2 separate regions of the Zea mays genome follow, and region 1 is linked to region 2. Evidence: chromatin contacts called from public Hi-C data. All regions are on one chromosome and are shown on one strand. The core of a region is the stretch at or near the end of the contact, and the rest is flanking DNA. Distances in the headings are between cores, read along the strand shown.

Region 1 (5,458 bases), core at 2,501-5,000, 720 kb before region 2:
GCAAAAGGTTGACCAGAAATATTATTCCAAAATGGGTTAATCGACTTGCTAGAATGGGTAGGAATTCTTGAAACATATGTTTTCTCGGCCATTAATATTGCTACCTAATAGTTACTGCAGAGTTTGTATATCTAAATAGACATCTAAATGGTGGGTAGGAAATATTTTTGTATGTATGACTTAGATAGCAACTCTTGATCCTAAGCATTATAGAAACCTTATGCAACTAAAGTTACTATAGATTTTTGCTTTGGTTTGGTTTCCAAGATGCAAGCAAGTTAAACTACTACTTAAAAAATTCTATTGAAAAGATCATAAGATGAGCTGATGGCTATTGATCCTAAGCTTTATAGAAACCTTATGCATCTATTTTTTGCCAATAGTTTCTACATGATCTTGCCATTCATTTAACCATCGATGAAGTCAATTTCGATGTTGTAACCATTGAATCTATTGTTGTTAGTGTTCAAAACAGTAAGTCCCCTGCCTGTTTGAGAAACAATGTTATTATTGTGCTTGCTTTAAAAGTCATTGTCCCCGGAGCTACTGTGGTGTCTCCTAATGCCATCAGTGCAGCCTCAGAAGTTCTATATGCTATTGAGTTAAGTGAAAGTCACTCTCTTCCTGTTGCCAGGCTTGTTTGTTTTTCCATCATCCTAAGTTTGGTTTCTTCGACGAGTGCACCAAGTATGTGTTCTGTCGCAGTGCTCCTTTTGATTCCTTGCATTTACTTCTCTTTCCTTAGACTGACTGCAGCGGTCGACGCTACCGCCCCCTCCCCTTGCATGTCGGCTGTAGGGGGCACCCTATGGCCGCAGCGGTGCCCCTACAGCGCCCCCTACGTGTCGGTCCCCTTCTCTCTCCCCCCCAGATCTAGTGTGTCACTGTTCATCACCCTAAACACTGTGTTGTGGGTCCACAAGTAATTGTTAGTAGATAAAAAATTGATAGTTGGTATAGAAAATAATATTTTATAGTGGTAGTGGGGTATAGGGGGAGTATTTAGGGGGAACCGCTGCGGGAGATGAAAAAATAGGGGGGGGGAATAGGGGGAAAAGTGATATAGGGGAAAAAATTTAGGGGTAACGGTTGCGGATATCCTTATCGATTATTGTGGGTCCTAAATTCTTACTTGATTGCAGTGCTACAAACGTTGATCTTGAAGAGCATTTGTACAGACTTGCAACTAGAATGGGCATAGATGTGATCACTTCCTCTCAAGTAAGCATTTGGACAATCCCTGTGAATTACATTTACAGTTCCCTAATCTTCCTTTAATTGATAAGCTGACATCAAGTCCTGTCATAGTTGTAGGTACATGTGTTAAAATGTTAACCTTTTGTTGAAAAAAATCAACTCACTTGCTAACCACTTATGTGTTGCTTTGGTCCAGTCATTGACTTTGATAACATTGACATGCTTGGAGGAAATATGATGCAAGTAAGGAAGTTCTGTTGTCTATCCAATTAGTTCAGATTAGTGTATGTGTCATTTGTACTACATGTCTTAATAATGAGTTATCTTTCTCAGATTATGTTGGTACCTTCCTCTGTACTGACTGCAAAAGCGCTTTTCAATACGATCTCAGAGGCTCTACAAGGAAATCTTTGAGCCAGCTATTCAGGCTACCCTATTTGCTACCGTCGGGCAATGTAGTGCTGCTGTAACACTGAGGATGTTGTACTAACACGACATCATATTGAAAAGCTTTTGAGAGCAATATTTCTCGGCCTTTTAGCTAAGGTGTAATATTTGTGCTTATTAGTTTAATATCTGATATGTGAACTATATGTTCACTCTGATATTAATTTTTATTTTTATTTTATGGATATTAAATATGTTTGTGTGTCGTTGCAACGCACGGGCACTCAACTAGTAAATGATTATTTTTTGGTAGCCATATATATTACAATATGTTGTTTCAATATGCCTAGATGAGAAGTTTCAATTAATCACAATACTACTTTATTTTTATACTCTGTGCGACGATGTTTTCGCTTTTTACGCCCGATTCCGATCCGTTATCAATTTGTTCTATCCGTTTTGGTTCATTTTCGTTACCCAAAGGTCTCGTTTCTGAAATAAAATGCGAAAATAAAAACGAGAGGGGTTATCTCGACCGATCCCGTTGTTTTTATCCATACCTCTATTTATAGGATGGATTCTAAGACTTTAAAAATAGACGTTTAAAACAAACAGTTAGAACGACGCAAACCAATCAAAAGACGACACGTGGCAATAATCTGTCGTCAGTATAAACCGGTTCAGATCGATACCGACTGATTCTCTAACGCATTAGACGGTACCGACTGATTTAGCTTCAAAACGATCGATATAAATTAGACTGGCCATCTCGCCCGATTGAACCAACCGACGTTGAAGCCAGGTCGGTTCGCGAGTTCACCCACGTTGTCGGTCGGTGTCGTCCACAGTAGAAACCAGCATTTTGTGGCATACTAGCAAAGTGCACGTACATTGCTACATATGCATTTATAAATATAGAATATCAAATATAGAGACATGTGTGTTCTGTTGAGATCGATGTGAATGTGGGTTTAGAATGAACAACTATGATTCGAATCTTAATTTATATATAATTTTAACTTTTACTATTTAATTATGGGAAGCACAGCGACCATAAAAACTGATGCTTTATATACTACTAGAGACTTTAGCCATCAACGAATGATGTGCCTATAAATGTTTTTTAGTCGTCCAAGAACATTTATGTTTTAACCTATTTTAATTCCACAAGGCTGCAATTAGTTGCATGTTAAGATCGACCTTATGGCGGTTGTGGTCTTGTTATATCTGGATGAGATTATGATTTATGATAGTCCTAATCCTCGAGCTAATATATGCTTCTTATGTACCCGTCACAAAATGATTTTTTATGTATAAGCTACACCGTACAATACATCATTTATTCACGTGGGTCGCTCTTGAATATAGCTAATCCTCTTCTCTCGTCCCTAATTTCGATAGTGCTGTTATATTATATGTCATGTAAAATATCCTCCCGTATATCTTCGTGTATACATGAGTATAGTCCTAAGAGGGTCTTATCTTATACCATATCAACATGAGTTTAAGGAACCTAGAAAAATACATTTCAAGAGTTCAAAGACTCGGATGTTATTTTACACTAGCATGTATTACGTGTTAACACTATGATTCCAGTGAGGGATGGTTCGACAGCAGCGGTGACATGAGTGAGATGAGACAGAGGAGGCTAGGATAGCGGGTCGCAGAGAGAGTGATGAGAGGTGATATAAATATTATTGTTCATTGGATTTAAATGAGCAGATGAGATAAAGTTATCTAGCGATATGAACCATTCATTTTGATGTGTGTTAATTCTAGATGTAATTTGTTTGGTGGATTTAGTGGTGGTTATGAGTGTGCGAGTGATTTGGTTGGTTGAATTTTGCAAAATTTAAAGTGATAGATTATATTGATTATTGATGATTATTGATATTGATTATTGAACAACAGAATAAGTTTGGAAACAATTGGTGTAAGCTTTTTTTCTGCCTCTTGTAAATTCAATAATGTCAAGGGCTAGCACGCAAATGCCTTTCCCTCCACCGTGCGCTCCTCCTGCCGCAGGAACCGACAGACGACAGCAGTGTAGTATCTTCCAAAAGCAAAGGTGGCTTGCTGCGTGTCACCCCCGTGTTGGCCTGGCAGCACGACCTCATCACGGCACGGCGTCCTTAAGCTTCCCTTCCGGCCTTCCCCCACCTCCCACCCGCGATCTCCGCGACCGCAAGCAGCTCGGCAGGCAGGCCTCCACCGCTCCACCACCTCCACTCGGTCTACGTGCTCCGTCACCAAACCCACCCGGGCCAACGCCGAAGCAACCCCCCCTCCGTCCTCCCCAGATCCGGCGCCGCCTCCGCCCTCACTTACACTAGCACGCACGGCGGACACGTCGCCTCCCCCGCGCGATCTGATGCAGGCGCACGCGGTGGCCAGGTAAACAAGCCTCCCACAGTCCCACTCCCGATTAATTTACTTAACCGCCGCTATTAATACACCGTCCCGCCCGCCCGCCCGCCCCCTCCTCGGCTCCTCCTTCCCACGTCGCTCACCTTCCTCCCCTGGGACCGGCCCAGATCTCTCACCCCCCGAGCTGGGTCCTCATTCCCGAACCCTCCAATCCCTTCCCCATGGTGCACTGGTTCTGCGGCCGAATCGCTTAATCGCTTATTGGTCTCTGTGGAATCAGCGGCGATGCGGTGGAAGCTTAACTCCTCCGTCTACAAGCGCGTGCCGTCCAGGGAAACCGCCATGGAACCCGACGTCGAGACGCCAAGTTCGTGCCGCATGTTTCCCCCGGTTCCTCTTACCACCGGTTAATTTATGGTGAGATTTGAATCTCATTTCATTTTCCCATTTCCATGTCTGCAGTGAGAATGACGGACGGCGGCGGCAGCGGCGCGGGGCCGTCGTGGCGCATGTCGTTGCCGCATGTCTGTGTCGCCACGCTCACCTCGTTCCTCTTTGGATACCACTCCGGGTGCGTGGCCTTCCGCCCACGTTTTCAGCACTTTTGATTGCTCTATTGCCCTCATCTGAAAGTCGTGCTCATTTGGTGCCTTGATGGTGATGACGCAGGGTGGTGAACGAGCCCTTGGAGGTCATCTCCGCTGACCTTGGCTTCGCCGGCAACACTCTTGCTGAAGGTACGGTGCACTTCTTCTGCTAATTGTGGTGGTTTTGGTCAGTTTATTTACTTATTATTAGGCTCATGTTGTGCTTGGGCTTCTGTTGGGTGCAGGGCTCGTGGTGAGTATCTGTTTGGGAGGAGCTTTTGTTGGGTGCCTCTTCAGCGGCTCCATCGCAGATGGTATTGGGCGACGCCGTGCGTTCCAGCTCAGTGCGCTGCCTATGATTATTGGTGCTGCCATAAGGTGACATTATGTGTTACTTGATTTGTCTTTCGCTTTCACTAGATTCTGTCACTGGTTGGTTTACTGTTTTATTTAATTGCCACTTGCTAACATTCATTATTCTTTGGTTGGGTCAGCAGAAGTTGTTTAATTTTTTTGTCAAACAATTATGTACTACTCCATGGACCTTGGGGTATACCACCTGGTGATTGGCTTGCTGGTGAATTGGTCTCTTGGACTGGTGTTAGTCATGCTGTTTCAATTGCTGAATAGTTCAATATGGGTTCAAGAACTCTTACCTTTCCTGTTTCTCCTGGAACGTGGTGCAACAAATGAGAGCTCCAACGGCTTAAAAATTTGGATTATGCTTTGGTTGGACTTATGAGATGAAAAATTATTTTTATGGTCTAATAGCCTGTGGAATTGCTGAAACATTGACTTTTTTGACTGGAACAAGTGGTGTTCTCCTGACTGGTTGCTGGTCTATTGGTGCTTCTGTAGAATTGAAAAGTTGAATTGTGGGTAAAGTATCTACATATGTTTTTACCAGCACACGGCTTGAG
Region 2 (5,652 bases), core at 2,018-4,517:
AAATAGGGGTAAACTGACACAGCTATCACTTGCATTACTTGCCCTATGCGCGGAAGAATCTGACACAGCTATCACCCACGAAGATTTCCGGTTAACTTGTGGAACCGGACTTCATTTGAGACAAGACAACAATACCAGTGTTGAGCTTGCCACTCGGCCATGGCACACACAAGAACACAGGATGATCAAGTAAGAACCGAACAAAATGCACTAATACAAAAAGGCTGGCTTGCGTTCGCTTCCTTGCTCCACAGGAAGCATAACTGATATACAAATCGAGATTTATGTTCTGTGGCATCGCACGGGCACCTACCTAATTATCTTAAATATATGCATGTACAAATTCAGAAGTAAAAAGGAAGTCTATGTTATGTGTGAGCATTGCATATTGTATATATACCATGTGTACTGAGAAGGAAGGCAAAGAAGGCGATTAGATGGAGATCAGACACAGCTCCATCCATGGCCATCGACGCTGCTCTGCTGCCCTCCCTGCCTCAAAGATAAGAAAAGAGCAGAACTCGTCCTATATATATAGGATGCGGCTCCGTGCGTTCGCTCGCCCATTCCGTGGAGACGCTCCATGTTTTAACGTACACGCATGTTGTTGTTGAAGCTAAACAATTCTTGTATCCAGTAGCATGGTGCCATGGACGTCATCCTCTCTTTGTCGCCAAACCTGCACTGACAGAGGGTGGAGCCTAAGTTCCTGTGGCCTGGTGAGTGTGCATGACCCATACAATACAACAAACTAACCAGCCCGAGTTTTCATCTTCACGCCGAGAGCAGCTGGTTGACAACTTCATGGTCAGAATGACCTTCAAACTGTGCGAGCTTTCGGGTGCAGGGATTCAATCAGAAAGCACAAAGGAAATGTACAAATGCCAAAGGTATTCGCTATAAAAACCGTCCAATTTCATGACACATGAACAACACCACCCTGGCACGGCTAGGCCTGGTGCCAAACGAGGTTCAAACCGCAGCCGGCCGGCTCCTCCCTTGGAGCCTCAAGCCCTTAACCACCGGGCTATATACCCAATTTCAGCACATATATTACCTACAAGAAACATCTGCCCCTGCGCCCCTGCAACAGTTAGGTGCTTGTCAAGACTAATTTGCACTTCAGTGGAACTCGATGGTTTAGTTGCAGGGTACTCGATAATTTAAATGTGAGGCGACCAGCAGAACAGGAATGATTCAAACGCCCAAATGTTCATCAAACCTTGTGTTCCATCCACAGTATTTGTTTGCTTTAAGTAGTCATCATTTATTTCCAACTTCTGAGCAAACGAGTGACGAATCTCTAGGCAATCCTCATATCTAAATGGTACTCCCTCTGTCCCAAATAAAAATTTATTTTGGGATGTTAATAGATTCATACAATACTTGATGTATATGTTTTATATATATGTATATATTTATCATCATTCATTTGAATATAAACATAAAAAATAAGAGCTAAAACAAATAGTACTATGGGACGGAGGGAGTACCATAAAATCTTGCAGACCTGAGAGCACACATGAACTATTGCAAAGCATGTTGTAACAGATTCCCATATCATGCTGGAATTGTGGTGAGCTTCTATGGAATTGTGTTGAGCTTCTAGAAGCACCAAATCTATAACTGATGTAAGACAATTATGCAAATTCTTATTGAGGAAGTTAGATTTTCAATACCCAAAAAGAATAACTCAGTTAAACAAAGTTTACCCTGGCAAAGACCTTTTTCCACAATTGCTTAAAAAGATACTGTATTACCCTTTTTCCTAGGGTGATAACAAAATTCAGTAGATTGCATGATCAGAAAACACAGAATATATTCAACCCCAGTAAAATCATTCCATACCTTCCAGGCATTGCATTCAAGATTCTAACTATCTGGGATACATCACAAACAACACGCTAAAGTAAATTTACATTGCATAGAGGAACAAGCAGCAATTGAACATTTGACAAGCGTCGGCTTGCTTTTGCGATATCCTCCCTCTACTCAGGGATTTGCGCCAATTGCTGCTGTAGCACTATCCCATATCTCCACAGGCAGCTGATCAGCTCTGGCCAATGCCATCCTGCTGCCACCAAATGCCCAGCTCACAATCTTGGGCTTTGTGGATAGTTCACTGCCAACCCAATTCCTCCTCATCACCTTCTTTCCACTGGCTTCTGGTGCCAATCCCACCTGACTCCACACCTCAACGTCCGCGCCTCGTGCCACAAACACCCAACTGCAGTAGCACTCAATTCTACAACCATTCCTCTCTTTCCTTCCAGATGATGCGGCTGCAGCCGCCTTCTATCCATCGCCAATGCACACCCATGGCTCCAATCCAACGCCACCACCGTTACCAAGCCTCCTCAGGTCAGCCATGAACACCTCACTGGATGCTGCACCCACCTTGAACACCGCTGACAGTGCGTCAGACGCGGCAACATCAGCAAAGCAATCCTCCTTCTCCCTGACCTCCCACACTGGCACCGTGGCGCTCGCCCGAACATCCCAAAGACGTATGTCCCCCACCACCCCGGCCGGCCCAGAGTGAGAGCTGGCGGCGAGAAGGAGGCTGTGCCCACCAAGCCACGCGAGCTTGCTCGCTGGGATCGCAGCCTCGATGTTCCGAACACCTCCTTCCGCCCGATTTCCACTACAGGAGTCAGGACGCGGCGAGCAGTAATGGCGGCGAGGAGGGGGCGACAGTGGTAGAGGAGAGGAGGTGCGCGACTGTCTGCGAGATGAGGAGCGACCGACGGCGGGTGAGGAGCCGCCGCGCGAGAGCCGCGCGACCGACGGAGAGCCTGCGGGCGCGGGCATATCTAGGGTTTTTCCTAGATGGGCCGTTTACAATTGAATTGATAGATGGGCCTCATATCAGCCAGCCAAATAAATTTCATGTTCTCTACCGCGGCACAAATAAATGGTACCATATCGGCTAGCAAAAGAGTGCGGCAGCAACTTATAAACGTGGCTGCTACAGAGAAAGCAATTAGCTCTTGTAATCAGTTAGTGGTATATTGTAAACATGTATTGAACTTTTGTGCGCACGGATGGACGATCCAGATTGAACAACAGCCATGCGGGCTACCCTTAGAGCCTTAATAAGTAGTAGAGATAATACTTTGTCCTTATATATATTTTATTTAAATCCATTTGCCTGAAGTTTGCTGTTGGAAGCAAAGCTGCTTGAGTCTCCGACATTACTTTTTTTTTCTCACCGTCGCGTCTTGCGCTGCAAAATCTAATCCGTTTCCGACCTTCTAGAAGCCTTCAACCCGCCACTTTGCCCACTCTCCTCTTCCTTCTTTGCTACCCATTTCGTCGCAGTAGTCGGCAGTCGAAACCCTAGTCCCCTCGCTTTCCTTCCACTCGCCGTCGCGGCGCCGATAGAGCCAGAGCTGAAAGGCGTAGGAAAAGCTGGTGGAGGAGGGGATGGACCGGATCGTAGGCAGCAAGTACAAGCTGGGTCGCAAGATCGGAAGCGGTTCCTTCGGGGAGATCTACCTCGGTTCGACCTCGATCACGACAGCTGTTGTTCACTTTGCTTGGTGTTTGGATCTGACGAGGTTTTGGTGCTGTGCTTGTTGTTGTCCCCTCCCTCTCTATGCAGCGACGCACGTCGACACCTACGAGATCGTCGCCGTCAAGATTGTGAGCCCCCGTTCCCTCAGCCGTCCCTCGTTTTTGTTTGATTTTGTTGGAATTCGTCTATGGTTTCGCGGCTTCTTGCTATGCTTATTGCGGCGCGCAGTAGGGTTATGAGGTGGAGCTTAAAATTGTGTAATGTTGATTCAGCGTCCTGGACCCCTCAGGTTTTTGTGCTCTAGGTTACTTGCAACCTCTTTGTAAAAAAAATGAAAACGAAACCATCTCTGTAAAATGACATCTGTTAGGACATGATAAGTAGTCATTTGATGAAGTTACAAATGAATGGAGTTATTATATGACAACACATTGCAAATTAATATATGCTGTAGATGTGTATTTGCCATGTTTATTTTTGGAACTTATGTTTATTATTATGTACAGGAAAGCAGCAAAACCAATCATCCACAGTTGCTATATGAGGCCAAACTGTACAATGCTCTTCAAGGAGGGAGTATGCGTTTGAGTACATACAAATCTTACTTTGCTGATTGTTATACCATTATCTGTGTTGAATTGTTGCTATTTTGAATCCATGTAGCTGGTATCGCAAACATAAAATGGTGCGGCATTGACGGCGATGAAAACATTCTTGTTATTGATTTACTCGGACCAAGCCTTGAAGATCTGTTTGTTTATTGTGGCCGGAGATTCTCACTGAAGACGGTCTTGATGCTAGCGGACCAGATGGTAATAATTCTTCTCCAACCTCCCTAGGTTTTATTTACTATTGTGATGAATTTGTGAAAGGTGCCAATCACTTATGTTTATTTCTCAGTGATGCTTGTGTAGCACTCTTACAGTGCATCCCACGATTGCTACATATGCCATTAGCACTTGTTTGTGATCGACTGGATTATGCCATATGTAAGGAACACTCAAATTCAAGTGAATTACACTCAAATTTAAGTGGATCACACACAAATAGCTGACAGTGGAACACACAATCTCAAGTGATTTACACAGTAGCTACATTGAGATGGCACATGAGCAGAACAGCAAAATAGTCCTGCCTTTCTGTTCCTTATTTAACCTTAAAAAATCACCTCTTTTTTACCCATGCTGTAGTTGGTTGAAACTGGTTTTCATTTACTATTACAGATAACAAGAATAGAATTTATGCATTCTAAAGGCTATCTGCACAGAGACATCAAGCCTGATAACTTCCTCATGGGCCTTGGTCGAAAAGCTAACCAGGTTTGTATGTGGGCGCTTTCTGTTTTAGCTTGCAGATTGTTATACAACTGGAAGCATACCCGTGCATTGCTGCGGGGACCACAAATAATTTGGAATGAAATTAGACGACTAATATTTACTTGCATGAAGGTATAAACTATTATAAAGGAATTTTTAGTTGATGTGTGGTATGCTGACATGGACAAATAAATGCTTGTTAGTGGATGTGGCTTGCTATTCGTCATCATCACCCACCCTGAAATGGCTTAACAAAAATTACGAATGGTGGGTGACCATCACCTAGGGTTGAGGATCCATTATCGACGGCTAACATCAAATCCTATCAATCGGAGGGCGGAGGAGAAGGCTGGTTGGCGTGACCTGTGGTGGAGCGGCGGTCTGGAGGCGCGACCAATGGGGCGGCGGTGGTCCGATGGCGGATAAAAAGCTTGTGTCACACACGTTGGATCTGGCTGTCTCACTGCGCAGGAAAGGGGAAAAAAAGCGCGATAGACTTGTCTACCCCGCTGCGCGGAGAAGAGAAAAAAAATGAACATGCGGATGTGAAGAAATTGACGCCAACTGTGTTTAGGGAGTGATTATCGAGTTGCCAAACTTGGGGAGTAAATGGGGTTGGATAGCAAGTAATGAAATTTAGCAAATCTATTTGGAGAATTATTGGTGAAGCATTTTTCTGTTCACTTCTTAAATTTAAGGTTTAGGGAGTTGTTTAGAGAACTATTAGAGTTGCTCTTATAATGCAATTGTTTCCGTATTCCTTATTTATCCACTGGAACAATCTGGTTGGTTCTTTGCGCCGAGTTTTGGCGCAGCACC

The links. A called contact is a pair of places that touch in the nucleus more often than the background predicts.
Region 1: a Hi-C map of leaf shows a contact between it and region 2, with 7 times the contacts expected there. The contact joins the promoter of LOC100282563 here to the promoter of LOC100281714 in region 2. A contact is called at or near these places in 3 of 25 Hi-C or Micro-C datasets (leaf and tassel).

Annotation. Positions count from the first base shown.
Region 1 is chr4:229,483,400-229,488,857 of Zm-B73-REFERENCE-NAM-5.0, reverse strand. LOC100282563 (metabolite transport protein csbC) reads left to right here and starts at 3,750. Exons shown (of 15, transcript NM_001155471.1): 1 at 3,750-3,978; 2 at 4,232-4,318; 3 at 4,414-4,522; 4 at 4,621-4,688; 5 at 4,784-4,916. The coding sequence starts at 4,237. It also overlaps the pseudogene LOC111591464.
Region 2 is chr4:228,761,559-228,767,210 of Zm-B73-REFERENCE-NAM-5.0, reverse strand. LOC100281714 reads left to right here and starts at 3,267. Exons shown (of 15, transcript NM_001154634.2): 1 at 3,267-3,502; 2 at 3,605-3,645; 3 at 4,024-4,093; 4 at 4,181-4,329; 5 at 4,741-4,836. The coding sequence starts at 3,427.